2 separate regions of the Rattus norvegicus genome follow, and region 2 is linked to region 1. Evidence: chromatin contacts called from public Hi-C data. All regions are on one chromosome and are shown on one strand. The core of a region is the stretch at or near the end of the contact, and the rest is flanking DNA. Distances in the headings are between cores, read along the strand shown. Region 1 holds the start of Smarca4 (SWI/SNF related, matrix associated, actin dependent regulator of chromatin, subfamily a, member 4). Region 2 holds the start of Kank2 (KN motif and ankyrin repeat domains 2).

Region 1 (7,376 bases), core at 1,884-4,383:
TTGGGGATTTAGCTCAGTGGTAGGGCGCTTGCCTAGCAAGCGCAAGGCCCTGGGTTCGGTCCCCAGCTCCGAAAAAAAGAAAAAAGAAAAAAAAATAAGGTTTAGAAAGCTGTCAGTTGGCTTGGTCCTGAGGTTCCTAGGAAAAGTTATTGCTTCTGTTTTACAGATGGAGGGCACAAGACCTGATGTGGGATCCAGCAGACTGTGTGCTAAAAATGCAGTCTGGTTTATTCCCAGTCCAGCTTCTGTATCTATCTGGACTCTTGCTTATGATTTTCCTGGTACATTCCTATCTGGAATGGAAAAGGCCCAATTTGTTGATGCAGGGTAAGTGTTTGGCAGAGTTGTTCACTCAATAGCCAGGCAGCCTGGTCTTTATCGCCACTCCCCTCCCACCCACTTTTCTCTTCTCTTACCCTTTGAAGCAGTCTGATGTAGCCCAGCTGGCCTCAAATTCACTGACTGAGGATGACCTTGAACTACTGATCCTCAAGCCTCTGCATTTCTACTTCTGAGACAACAGGAATGTACCTCTATGCCTAGTTCACAGTGTTGGCGATAGAACCCAGCTTTCGTGCATGCTTGTCATACACTACAAGCAAGAGTTATACTCCTAGCCTTCCAGCCCATAGATGATACTTAAAAAGAAATCTAGCCAGGTGTGATGGTGCACACCTTATTTCCAGCACTCAGGAGGCAGCAGCAAGCAAATCTCTGAATTTCAGGTCAGCCTGCTGAAGGGCTACACAGAGAAACCCTGTCTTGAAAAACAGATATAATATATAATAAAATTTTATATACATAATAAAAAATTAAAAATCTAGTATGGCAGATAGTGGTAGCACATGCCTTCAATCACAGCACTCTGGAGATAAAAAAAAATTCTAGTATGCAATTTGGACATGGTGCTGTCTGTAATCCTAGTGCTCCTGAGTTGAGAGCAGTTCTGCTTGCATAGGTACTCCCAAGGTGTTGGGAACAGAATGTGGGTCCTCGGCAAAAGCAATTCCTCTTAACTGCTGAGCCATCTTACCAGGCACCAAAAAAAAATTTTTTTTTTTTTTTTTTGAGAAAAATCTCATTATGTAACTTTAGCTGGCCTGGAACTCACTATGTGGATAAAGTTGGCCACATAAGCTTGCTGAGATTAAGGACAAATGCCACCAAACCCTGTCTGAAAATAAACCTTAAACCAAAACTGCAGGGCTGGAGAGATGGCTCAGCGGTTAAGAGCACCCTACTGCTCTTCCAGAGGTCCTGAGTTCAATTCCCAGCAACCACATGGTGGCTCACAACCATTTGTAAAGAGATCCGATGCCCTCTTCTGGTGCGTCTAAAGACAGCTACAGTGTACTTATATATAATAAATGAATAAATCTTTAAAAAAAAGAACATTTTAAAAAAAATCTAAAAAAAAAAAAAAAAAAAAAAAAAAAGCACTGGCTGCTCTTCCAGAGGTCCTGAGTTCAATTCCCAGAAACTACATGGTGGCTCACAACCATCTGTAATGGGATCAGATGCCCTCTTCTGATATGTCTGAAGACAGTGAGTATGTACTCACATACACAAAATAAATAAGTCCTTAAAAACAAAACAAAACCGAGCTGGATGTGGTGGTGCATGCCTTTTGTCCCAGACTTGGGGGGCAGAGGCAGGTAGGTCTCAGTTTGAGTTCATCCTGGTCTCAAGATCCAGTTCCAGGTCAGCCAAAGCAACACAGACAAACTCTGTCCTGAAAAACAAAAGCAAAAAACCCCCCCAACCAACCAAAAATACCATGTGTTTGCCAGTGTTGATAGCTTGGGTCTGTTTTCCTAGCATTTTGGAGGCAGTGGCAGGGGGATCACTGCCAGCTATTTAATGGCCTGAAACATTCTTTGTTCTACTTTGTGACAGAAAACTGCTTTTTGTTTCTTTGTTTAAAAGTCTCACTTTGTATCCATGGCTGCCCTGAAACCTTACTATGTAGAAGACCAAGCTGGATTGGTACATTCATGCAGCACTCAGGAAGGAAGAAGGAAGATCTCTGAGTTCGAGGCCAGTCTAGTCTTGAGAGCAAGTGCCAGGTCTTAAAGAAACTTGGTCTTGGGGGCTGGAGAGATGGCTCAGTGGTTAAGAGCCCCGACTGCTCTTCCAGAGGTCCTGAGTTCAATTCCCAGCAACCACATGGTGCCTCACAACCATCTGTAAAGAGATCCGATGCCCTCTTCTGGTGTATCTGAAGACAGCTACAGTGTACTTATACATAATAAATGAATAAATCTTAAACAAACAAACAAACAAACAAAACCCCCCAGAGATCCACCTGCTTCTGCCTCCAGAACCCTGCCCCGCTACCACCAAATACTTTTTTTTCTTTTTTTTTTTTTGGAGCTGGGGACCGAACCCAGGACCTAGCAAGCGCTCTACCACTGAGCTAAATCCCCAACCACCACCAAATACTTTTAAAACCAACCAGAGGCCTGGAATCTCCACATTTGGACAGAATTATACGCTCATTTCTCCAAAGCTAATGGCTTTCTTCGAAATCATAAGGAAAATTGTGACCATTGCTGTTTCTACCTCACACCCTGTGCTTTTACTTATTCATCTGGTTTATGAACCAGAGGATGGCTAGTAGCCGATGGCAGCTCAATAAATATTTGGAAAGCTAATTACTGGGCCTCAACAGGTTCTGCAGGAAATGTGGCCAGGACAGAGCCTTGCAGAGCAGGCAGGGCCGTGCCAGAGCCAGGATCAAAGCGTTTCCCAGGCCTGCCCTTACCCCCGCGTGGGTTCTGTCCCGTCCTTGGGCAGTCTGGCCACCTCTCGGCTTCACTTTCCTCCCAGGGTGCTCATTTCCGAGCCTAAGAACTTCCCTTTCATCATTACTATCTCCCATCTGGACGACCCAGTACCCTCCCCCAACATCTAAGCGTCGCCGCAGTGCCGCCACCTCTGCGCATGCCCTTCGGCTTGAGGCCCAATTTCGTGTCTTGAACATAAGTGTGCGCTTGCGCAGAGCCGCCCAGAGCCCCCCAATATGGGCGGTGCACCAGGATCTCGTGCGGCCTCTGGACCCGCCCATCTTCTCACTACCTCAAAGGACCAGTGCGCATGCGCACAACGAATGGCTGAGCATGCGCACAGAGAGCGGAAGGGTGGGCTGGCGCGCGCACGAGGCCGGACGGGCAGCGGAAGCAGGGGAAGTGGACTGGGTAGAAAGGGAGGCGGGGGCGCGCATAGCGGGCGCGCGGGCTGCGTGTGTGCTGGGGGGGGCGGCCAGCCGAAGCCGAGCGGGCACGCGCGCGAGGCTTTCCCACTAGCTTGGCAGCGGCGGCGACGGCTTCTTTGTTTCGTGAGGAGAAGCGAGACGCCCACTCTGTCCCCGACCCCTCGTGGAGGGTTGGGGGCGGCGCCAGGAAGGTTACGGCGCCGGTACCTCCAGGTAAGGAATGGAGACTCCCGGGCGGAACGAGACTCCCGGGGCTTGGGGAAGACGGTTTGAATGAAGCCGAGGCGCCGGGAGGGGGAGGGGGCAGCTGGGCGACCAGAGCGGGGTCGGGGTACGGCGGCGCCTGAGGGTCAAGAAGCCTTGCGCGCGCTGCTCAGGCCGCAGTGCAGCGAGACCGCGGCTGCTTCCAGGCTCTGTGGCCGGCGAGGCGGGTGACTCTGGCCTGTGTGAAGGCCGCGCGCGCGTTCTCGTGGGGTCTTGGGACAAAGCTCCTTCCTTTTGGCGTTCCAGAGATCCAGGTCCCCCCCACTTTAATTTCTGTGAATCTTAACTTTGAACAGTGGCTAGGTGTCTTGGGCTTCTCTGGCCTCGTTTGTGCGATTCTAATGCCCTGTGGTCGGGCGTCGGGAGCAACATTTTACCTCAGATATTGATGCCCTGTGTAGCTTGGGCACAGTCATGAGCCCTCTTCGGTCCTCAGACCTCACTTTTTTTTTTTTTTTACTTTTTGATAAATTTCATTATTGCAGATTTTAAATTTCTTCCGTGGCTTCAAAATGTTTGCCTAAAAAGTGAAAGATGCCTGGGAACGTTTGCTCACGGCCGCATTGTTTTTCTTTTGAGTCTCTTGGCTCTTCCCAGTTTTTCAGATAGGGCTTTTTATTTTAAAACCTCGAAGGCAATTGTTTTGTGCGGGTCGGAGGGGCATCTTCTTGATCCTCTTTACCTCCAGTGACTCCTCAGGAACTGGAAACAAATTTTTTGTTTGAATTGACAGACAGGCTTTGAGTTTGATGCCCAGCGTTGTCTGTCAGCTAGCTGTGTGGCCTTAGGCGAAATCGCTAAATCTCTCCAAACCTCTTGGTTTCCTCCTTTGTACAAGGGAATCACTTTCACTGATAGGATTGGGAAAAAATAGCTCCTGCATCATCATCATCATTCTGATTTTGAAGACAGGATCTTATAACCAAGGCTGCCCTCCACCTTCTTATGTAGACCAGGCTGGGCTTGAATTGCTCATCCTCATCTTCCTGCCTCCATCCACCTCCCAAGTGCTGGGATAGCATATTCAGCCAGGCTTCCTGTACTGTTATTGACTGGTCCAGCAGATAGTTGAATTCCTACTTTGTGTTACATGTCTTAGTAGGGGAATGGGCTGTAATGGAACCATTACTCCTTGGCCTGCATGAGTATTGGTTCATAAAGAAGTACTTGGTTTGTTTTGACCTCCTCCCCTCCCCCTTTCTGGTCTCACTGTGTAGCTTTGGTTGTCCTGAAACTCTGTTATCAGGCTGGCCTCAAACTCACACAGCTCTGCCTGCCTCTGCCCTCTGAGTGCTGGGATTAAACTCTTGCTTAGCCATGCCGTTGGGCCCATTTGTGTTTTGTTTTGTTTTTTAATTAAATAGATTTTATTTGTTTATTTTATGAGTCAGGGTTTCTCTGTGTAGCCCTGACTCTCCTGGTACTTGCTTTGTAGACCAGGCTGGCTTCTAGCTGAACTCAGAGATCTCTCTGCCTCTGCCTCCGCCTCCGGGAGTGCTGGGATTCATTAAAGTGTTGCAGTTCCTTATTTATTTGTGTGTGGAGGTCAGAGAACAACTTTCAGGGGTCAGTTCTCCCCTCTATCATGTGGGTTCCTGGGATTGAACTCAGGTGGTCAGTTTTCTGTGGGGTACTTTACCTGTTGATTCGTTTCTCCTGCCTAAGCTCTAAGTGTGTTGAATTTTTGTGGTGCTGATCAAAGTTGATCCTGTACATGCTAGGGAAATGTTCTACCACAAGCCAGTACCCAAGCATGGTTTTGATCTTTTTATTTTTATGAATGTGGGATATTTTTGTTGTTGTTTGTTCATTTTGGGTGTTGTTGGGCCTGGAATCCATGGCCTTCTGCATGTTAGACATGATATATTCTCCCCAATCATTTAGCCTCACAACCTATCATGTGACAGGACAGAGTGGTTGCCTGAGGGAGCAGTGGTGGGCATAAGTCTAGAAGCTGCATGGAGGAGGACCCTTCATTTACAATTAGGGAAGATGTGTCTCCCCACCCCACACGCTGAGAATGGAATGGTGCCTGCAGAACTGTTGCTCTGTCTGTCTGGTCTGCAACAGTGCAGTTGGAGCAGGCAGTAGTGAGACAGGACAGGAGGGTCCTGGGGAGGATGAACTTGGGCGATTGGTACAAGATCCAAAGCAATAAATATTTGTTGCTGCTGTTTGGCCTTGAACTTTCCAGGCCATTGCTCTTCTAGCCCCAGATGTCACTGCTTTGAAAGTGATGAAGTCACTGGTGAAGTCTGGGGTCCTGGTTTGGTGGTTTGTTTGTGGCTGGATGTGAAAGGTGGTTTTTTTTTTTTTTTTTTTTTTTTGAACTTAAAAATTTTTGTTTAATTTTGTGTGATATATGGAGGTCAGAGGACAACTTTCAGGAGTGGATTTTCTCCTACCACGTGTGTCCTGGAGATTGAATTGCAGGTCATCATATTGGTAGCAGATGCTTTTCTCTGCTGATCCTTCTTGCTGTCAAGCGTGCTAGCTCTTCAGTGTTCTCTGATTCCTATGCAGCCCCCTGAGTCCTGGCACTCACCTGTAAAACAAGTACACTGGGATGTCACTGTACCTGGTGATAGGCTTGAATAAAGTGACGAGCGAATCTGCTAACTATAGTGAACACCATTTGTTTTTTGTTTGTTTGTTTGTTTGTTTTTCGAGATAGGGTTTCTCTGCGCGTAGCCCAGGCTGGTCTCCCATCTGCCTGCCTCTGCCTCCAGAGTTCTGGGATTAAAGGTGTGAGCCACTACTGCCTGGCATGGGCACTCTTTGTTACAGTTAATATTCTGGGTTCATTTCTAGTAGTTCTTTTTTGTGGTGCTGGGGACCACCCAGAGTTTCCATAGTATAGCTGTGGTGGTTTGAATGAGAATAGCCCTCATAGGCTCATATATTTGAAAGCCTGGCAGAACTGGTTTTAGGAAGGATTAAAATATGTGTCTTTCTTAGAGGAGGTGTTTCAGTGGGGGTGAGCTTGAGAGCCAAAAGCCTATGTCAGGCCCAGTCTCTCTGTGCTGCCCCCTTGTATATCAGATGTGAGCTATCATCTATTGCTACGGGAGCCAGCCTGCCTGCCTGCCTGCCTGCCTGCCTGCCTGCCTGCTTGCTGCTGTGAAGCTCACAGACTCAGCTTCAGGAACTGTGAGCAGGAGCCTGGATATAACACCTTGGCTCTGGTGTCTTCACAGCAGTGGGGAGTGCTTTACCATTAGGTTAGTCTTTCATTGTTTGTTACGTTCGTGGTAGATTGGGGGCCAGGAACTGAACTTGGGTCCTTTGCGACAGCAGCAAGGGCTCTTAACCTCTGAACCTTCCTCCCGGATCTCATGTTGAACACTTTTAAAATATTTACTGTCCATTTGTAGTTCAAGAAAGAATTTTGTTTTTATTTTATTAGCTCGTTTATTGATTGTCAGTCTTTTCTAGGGCGTATTTAATTTTAGCAAGTTTATTTTGTATGTGCGCATGTAAAAGGGAGAGGAGGACATCACTCTGTCTTTCCACTGTGGGAAACAAGATCCTAGTAAAGCAAGAAATTACTGGAAGTGAGATGTTTTGTAATACACTGCTTTTGCAGAAAGGGATGCCAGCATAGAGAATAGGCAAAAATGGCTGGCATGTTTTTGTTTTTGCTTTAAAAAAAAAAAAAAAAACCAAAAAGACAAAAAAACATGGGTCTCATTGTGTAGCAGGGCTGACTTGGAACTCATTCTTAGACCAGGCTGGCCTAAAACTCACAGAGTTCCACCTGCCTCTGCCTCCTGAGTGCTCCACCACAGCCAGTGCTCAAGACTGCCTTGTTTTACATTGTGTGTGTGTGTGTGTGTGTGTGTGTGTGTGTGTGTGTGTGTGTGTGTAAAATGGTCGGAGGTCAGAGGTCAACTTTCAG
Region 2 (7,376 bases), core at 1,749-4,248, 170 kb after region 1:
GCAGGGAGCCCAGGCGTGGCCGGCGCTGCACCGGCACCCTGCGCAGTGTGTGGCCCTTCTCAATGTCATCCACGTACTTAAGAAAGTCCAGGTCCAGGCGGTAGCCATAGGGCGTCTCCACCGAGTATGGCGGGTCTGGCTCCTTGTTGGGGAAGGCCGCTGAGGAGGCTTGGCCAGGGGTTCCTGGAGTTGGGGAAAGCCGAGGCCTTTAAATACTGCTGCTCCCTTTTCTGCCCAGCTGATAGCCCAGGGACACAAGTGGCATTTGCCAACGTTGGCGGCCCATCGGAGATCAAGAAAGCTTGTCTGCCCATACCAACCATCGATGCCAAGGACAAAGGTGTCCTTTTCTCACTCAGACCTCACATTAGTGCTGTCCCCTCCCTAAGACTGTCACGGTTAGAGCTGTCCTTCCCAGTCAAGCCACACAGTCTGAGCTGTTGCCCCACTTGAGGCCCTCATATTATGGCTGCCCCTCCAAACCCGCACCCAGATTGTCAGAGCGTCCTCCCCATTCAAACCCCCCCCCCCAGCTGCCCCTGACCTGGGAATGGGGCGGGCACATGCAGGACCTGGGCCATCCTCTCTCTGCAGTTGCTCCTCAGATGTCACTCAGGGAACCGAGTCTCCCCAACAGCCTTCGGACAGCTGAGGCTAACCTGCAGAGGGGTGGGCAGTCTTCAGGGAAAAGGAAGGAGAAGCCACCCACCCTTCACAGATGGCCTGGTACCCCGTAGGTACGGGTCAGGCACCTCTCACATACTTGAGCACTCAAGCTCCCCTTCCTACCCCTGCCTGACTGTAGAAAGCCCCAGAACAAAGAAACCAAACCTCCCTGCGTGCACATCTGTCCAGCCCTGGACAGGCTCCAGCAGTTCCCACAGCCTTCACATGGCCCCCAGGGCAGGTGGCCCCACCCTTCCTGTGCCCCCTCCCCTTGGCCCAGCTTAGAAAGTGCACAGAGAGAGCAGGGTAAGAGGGGGGAGGGCTGGGGGTGCTAACAGGGACACAGGGGGGGTTGCAGGGCGGGGGGAGCGAGAGACAGAACATGGAGGTGGGACCCCTCAGCGACCTCAAAGCAGAGAGTCAGGCCAGGCCGGTGGAGGGTCCGCAAAGTGGTGAGGGTAAAAGTTCTGAGAAGCCTTCCTCTTTATGGAAACAATTTTCTCTAAAAATAAACAGTTTCACTGCCCAGCTACATAGAACTTCCTGCCCCCTCAGGATGTGTCTGGGTTTTGGTGGGGTACATAGGGATAGAGTAGGGTGGAAGACTATAAAGTCATAGAGGTGGCAGTAAAGCGGGGTGCCAACAGGCTGCAGGGGGGTTGTAATCAAGACTTCTGCAGGGCCCACTTCAGTCCTGGAGGTTAGCCAAGGTCAGTCCTTTCTGTTATCTGCCCTGCAGCCACTTTGCTGCAGTCACCTCCACCCATCTCACTCTCTAGAGTGAACCATTCTAAGCTGTGGGTGTTAGGGCAGTGGGTACCTGGGGGGATGGATTAGGTGGGACACCTGCTGGGCATCAAGGCAGGCTTAGGATGCTCCTTTCCCCTGCTTCAGTTCCCATCCATATCTCTGTCCCTCCAGTTTGTGTCTGTCCACGTCTCCGCTTGCTTTGCTGGCTTGAGCACCTGAAATGCAGTTCCCAGTTGTAGTTAAAATTGGCATCTGCCTGGAGTCTCAGTCCCTCCAAGGACAGGAAATATATTCTGTCCAAAATATATTTTGAGGACTTGAGACATAGAAAGAGGGAACAGAATTGGGGTAACTTGGGATAGGGGCACCAAGGTGGAATGAATAAACTGAATAATTATCACACTGTTTTATTTGGTTATTTGAGGCAGTCCCCTGTAGCCCAGGCTAGCCTCAAACTCACTATGTGGCTGGGGATGACTTTAAAATCTTATCCTCCTGCCTCTACTTTCCAAGTTCTGGCCTTGCTGGTGTCACCACCATACTCAGCTATATATTGTGGGTTGGAACCCCAGGCTTCACACCCCACGTTCTCCATCCCCAACCCTGCTTATGTTTTTGGGAAAAGATCTTGCAAGCTGAGTGTAGTGTCACATGCCTTTAATCCCAGCACTTGGGAAGCAGAGGCAGGCAGGTCTCTGTGACTTGAGCCTAAAACAGGGCAGATTCGCCCAAGGCGCCCCCAGACTCCACACATTTTATTCTCCAGACGCAGCGATTGAGGTCTAAGGGTCTGCAGTTATCTAAGCTCAGGCTGGTAACTCTGTGGCGGGAGTCGGAAGAGGAGGCCCCCCCTCTCCACAAGATCCCTGGATGAGAGAGGCGGAAGGAGGCTGTGAGAATCAACAGGTGGGAGTTTTCAGAGAAGGGCCACAGGGTCTCCCCAGAGTGCACCTCCCCACCAGCCTGGGTGAATCTGGGGGTTTTCCTGCCTCACTCTCTCCGCCCCCAAAGTTAGGGGTGAGGAGGACCCCGCCCCGGGCGGGGAGGGGCGGGGCCTGTGGGGTCCCAGTCTAATGGCAAACATCTGCTGATCCCCACACCCGCCCAGCAGCCAGGCCCAGCTCGGCCGGACGCCGGATGCCTTCCCGCCGTTGAGGGGCCTGGTCCGGCCACCGGGAGCTGCGAGAGCGGGGACTTGGGAAGGGAAGGGGACAGAGCTAGACGAAAGAGGCGGAGAAGAGGAAGCGAGGCAGGGAATGATAAAAGGAGAGTGGTGGGTTAGGGGCAAGGGAAGCAGGGCCCAGGTCAGGGCTGGGGAGGGGACAGGAGCGCGGGGACCCAGACGCTCCGGTTTGCAAAGTTTGGGCGCAGATGGTTAAGACTTGGCAGGGACCAGCTAAGAGAGAGTGAGCGAGCTCGCAGCCTAGGGTTGGAGGTGGGTTAGAAATCCCGATAGTCCCTCTAGAGAAGCCCAGACCCCAGGCCACCCCGATCCCACTCGCCTGGCGCGCTGCAGCCTCCGCCGTCCCAAGCGTCCTGCCCGCTCCGCCTCAGTCGCCCCAAGCCTGTGGAGCCAACGCGGTAGCCACGCCCCCAGCAGAAAGCCACGCCCCTCCAGCCTCCCAGGCGCCTGGGCCGCAGGGGCTGGGGGCGAAGTTGAAGGGTGGTCGCAGGGGTGCACGCGCTTTCGCTGCGGCCTGAGCGCGTCCTAGGGTCTCAGTCGACTCCTGGCCACAAGCCCTCGGGGCAGGGTCCCGGCTTCTACAAGCCTGGTGCCCGCCCTTCGCAGCTGGGCGCTGCAGGGGGCGGAGCTGGCCGGGGCCCAGCTCCGGGGCGGTGCGGTGGCCAGGACTGGAGGTCACCCCTCCCCCGTTGGCCGCCGGCAGCTGGAAGTCTTCCAGCTGCAGGCCGGGTGCACCGTAGCGTGACCGCCGGCCCAAGCTCCGAGATTGCAGCCCATCCCTATCTCCTGAAATTGAAGCTGGGCCTCAGTTTCCCCATCAGCAGAATGGGGTCAATCACATGATCTACCTGATAAGTGTGTTCAGAAAATTCCCTTCATTCTACTCAAGAGCTGACACAAATCACAGGGCGTGGCTTATTGACTTTGCGGGGTTGGGGATGGACCCCAGGACTCTTCGAATGTTAGATAATCTCTGCTGCTACGCTACACCCTAGCCCAGAGGTGAACTTCTGTTTGCACAGGACTTTCTGAAGACACAATGGCTAGCACATCAAAGTCGTGGGGCCAGTAGTACTAGGAGGCCACCTTCTACTACAGCGATTCTGGACTAGGAGAGTCTGTCTCAAAACAAACAACAGTAAAAAAAAAAAAAAAAGAAAGAAAAAGAGCTTCTTGGAATCTACTTAGCACAAGGCACTTGTGACTCAGTGGGTAAATTGCTTGGCTGTGTGAATCAGGACTTAAGTTCGAATTCCAGCATCTACATAAGAGTTGGGCCCAAAAGTTTACCTTGAAGCCCAATTCTGGGTGCTCTCTGGGGTTTACCGGCAGTGACCCTAGCTGGATCTATGAACTCCAGGTTCAAGGAGTCCTGTCTCAAAAAATAAGCGGATGACCAAGGAGAGGCTCATGGGATAAAGGAGCCGGCTGCCAGGCCTGAGGGTATGAGTTCAATCCCTGGGATCTACACAGTGGAAGGAGAGAACTGACTTCTGCAAACTGTCCTCTGACCTCCTCATGTGTGCCATGGCACTCATGCACCCACAGACATATAGATACAAATAAATAAATAAATGTAAGAAAAAATACAATACAAATGAGGTGAGGGGCCCAGCACACCCCTTTAATCTCTCCCTCACTTAGTAAGAAAAGGCCAAGAGGTGGATGGATCTTTGTGAGTTCAAGGCCAGGCTGATCTATAAGTAGAGTATAACGTAGAGACAGAAATATGCACTCATGCAAGCCCTCACCACAGGTGTACACACGTGACCAAAGGCACACACACACACACACACACACACACACACACACACAGCACTCTTTCCCATGGACATGTTACATTGTGTGTGTGTGTGTTCTCTTCTCCGACTGAATGAACATCAACACCCTAGGGCAGGAACCGTGTCAACTGTCAGCACACCACACAGGTTGTATATAAAACTCACTTTAAATTAAAAAACAAACAAATAAAAACAAAGCTTAGAAATCCATCAGTGCAGACAGACAGAGCCCAGCTCCAAGGACTTTGTGGTCACCCCATGGATGAGGGAGTAGGTTTGACTCCAGAAAGGCACAGGCAGCTGAGGTGTAGGTGCTGGTCTTCTGGGTGTGGCTTTTAGCTGTTTCATCAGAGATCAGTCTTCCGGAAACTTGATCTGTTGATGGAGTTCCTGGAGGCAGAAGGCCGGTTAGCAGGGCCGCGGGACCCCCAGCTCCAGTCTTCCCACTTCCTCATCTAGCAGCACACATCCCATCCAAGAAGAGTAGACTCTTTTTCTGTTCTCTCTCTCTCTCTCTTTCTCTCTCTCTTTGTGTGTGTGTGCGCGCGTGCGCGTGCGTGCGTGCACACACACAAATGTAGAGGTCAGAAGATAACTTAATAGAACTGGTTCTTTCCTTCTACCTGTGGTTTCAGGGGACTCAAACCCAGGTATTGGAGCTTGGTTGCAAGCACCTTTAGTCACTTGTATTACTTTCCACCCCCAGAAGATTCACAGTGTGCTAGAATCACGTCTATTTCATAGGTGTGGAAACTGAGTCTCAGATGGCCAGCTGAAAGCTGGGGACATGGCTCAGTGGCAGGGTACTAACCCCGTGTATAGCCTAGGAGTCTGTTTCTATCAGGAGTGGGTGGGGAGAGTAGACAGGATGGTTCAGTGGGTCAAGGTACTTGCTACCAAGCCTTGACCTGAGTTCAATCCCTGGGACCCACTTAGTGGAAGGGAACTGTGGCTGCAATCTGTCTTGTGATCTCCATGCACTGACCCGTACATGCCCCACCCCACTAAATCAAATACAATAACCGAAAACCAGGATAGATGAAATGTCGTGACCCAGTTCGGACACCACACACAGTGCACATGTATATGTGTGTGAGGCAGCCCCCACGGTGGGCACCTGAGGCTGGTGGAACTTGGTGCCAACAGCTGGGGCAGACGCTGCGTGAGCAGAGGCTGCAGTGCCTCCCGGAGGCGGCTGTAGTGGCGTTCCAGTTCCCGGTGGTACTCCTTCTGGTCTGGTCCAATCAGGGCCTTGTTCTTTCTTAGTGCATCCTCACACCTGAGGGGTGAAGAGGAGGCTACTGGAGACTGGCACTCAAGAGAGAGCAAGAAGAGGGGCCAGGGACTCCTTCAGGGTATACATGTGAAGGGTCTGGAGGCAATCACGCACAGACCCACAACAGGGGCGGTGAATTTAAACATGGAGTCAGGATGGGCACAGGAGAGAGTCAGGGTGGCAGGGTTATAAGAGCCAGTGTACTTTTTGCAGAAATCCTTGAAGCAGAGCCGTAGTTTGTTGTGATGTCGGAAGAGCTTGGGATCTTCTGGGATCTCTGACAAAAATACCTGGGCTACTTCCAAGGGACCCTACTGGGTGAGAAGATTCATGAGGGCAACTGGAGGCCCATGGTGGCCAGCATCCCCACCCCCGCCCCCGCCCCCGCAATGCCAGCCATGCCTGGTTTACAGTGGGTCCCACGGAGCCCTGCAGAACCATCTGCAGCATCTTGGCATCTGGAGGATCCTGCTCGGTGGCAAAGGCCAGCTCCCGTGTCTTCTTCTGCATGTCTTCAATGGCCACCTCCACTGGTGTCAGCACTGTCTGTGGGGGTCAGTGGGGTGTGTACTGTGAGTACTGCTGTCTGCATGTCTGGGTGCACATGCTGGGGCTTGCAACGTCCTATTCCAAGCCAGCCCAAAATAGCTGAAACTGTGGGGCCGGGAGGGTCCCAGGCTGTGAACAGTGCTGGGGGATTTGTGCTACCTGGTGGGTCTCGACCCAGTTGGGGTTTCTGGTCTGGTTCACTAGCTGTTTGCCCTTGAGCCTAGGGCCTCTACAGTTGAGATTTCCACACTTCTCCAGGCCTGGTGGTAGAGGTTTGCATCTGGAGCCTCAGCCTGGGGTCCTTTTATTTCCCAAGCCCATTCTGCTAAGTCCCTCTCTCTTTCTTCCTGCATCCAGAGTCCCTGCACTGTTTGTGAGGCTTCTTTGCCTTTTCCTCCCTGGAAAAGTCTCCCCCAGGACTGGACCTCGAGTCCCCCAATCATCTCCTCCCCTCCCTAGGCGTGAAGCCCTCCCCACTACTCTTGCCCAGGTCTGGGGTCCCACCTCCTCACGGTGGCACACTCGGATGCGTGTCTTGATGTAGGGAAAGGCATGCTCTGTGCTCAGCAGCGTCTTGCGTTTGTGCTGCTCTGCCAACTCTCCGTGCGCACGCCCATCCGGCGTGAAGGGTGTGCAGAAGAGGAAGGCCCGAAGCCCATAGTTTCGGTCAAAGTAGGTCACCCGGTCCTTGAGCTCATAAGTGTCAAAGTGCGGCTCCACGTATGTTATCTGGATGTAGGCCTAGAGTAACCGGGTCCATGCATGGGGCTGGAAGTGGGTGTCCACCCACACCGCTCCAGCCAGAGGCCCAGGCCCTTCAGGTCTAAAGGCTTTGGACCTACAGGTCCAGATCTTTCCTGGAACTGGATATACAGGACCCTCCCGAGAATCAGGACCTGCCCCACCCTGCACACAGTGTCTGCACAGTGTTTCTCACCTTCTGTGGGTCCAGCTTGAGCTTATCTACCGGGTTGGAATCTTTGATGATCTCCACCACATCATCCCCGAACCGCTCCGTATAGAACTCCTAGAGACACAGGGTTGACTCGTGGTCGGTTAGGGCAGCCCCCACTGTACCCGCATGGCCTGTCCCACCTCCCAGTGCCAGGACGTGCCTCTAGCCGGTGTGAGATCTCTGCCAGCTTTGTGATCGACGGTTCCTTGTACACAA

What was found. A called contact is a pair of places that touch in the nucleus more often than the background predicts.
Region 2: a Hi-C map of frontal cortex shows a contact between it and region 1, with 1.6 times the contacts expected there. The contact joins the promoter of Kank2 here to the promoter of Smarca4 in region 1. A contact is called at or near these places in 2 of 12 Hi-C or Micro-C datasets (the Rat2 cell line and frontal cortex).

What each region holds. Positions count from the first base shown.
Region 1 is chr8:28,440,686-28,448,061 of GRCr8, forward strand. Smarca4 (SWI/SNF related, matrix associated, actin dependent regulator of chromatin, subfamily a, member 4) reads left to right here and starts at 3,134. Exons shown (of 34, transcript NM_134368.1): 1 at 3,134-3,427.
Region 2 is chr8:28,613,995-28,621,370 of GRCr8, forward strand. It overlaps Kank2 (KN motif and ankyrin repeat domains 2), which reads right to left and starts at 2,999. Exons shown (of 12, transcript NM_001270413.1): 1 at 2,919-2,999; 2 at 545-659; 3 at 1-183. The coding sequence starts at 581. It overlaps Dock6 (dedicator of cytokinesis 6), which reads right to left. Exons shown (of 49, transcript NM_001413911.1): 43 at 7,321-7,376; 44 at 7,143-7,232; 45 at 6,710-6,946; 46 at 6,059-6,202; 47 at 5,861-5,967; 48 at 5,498-5,659; 49 at 4,529-4,770. The coding sequence ends at 4,728.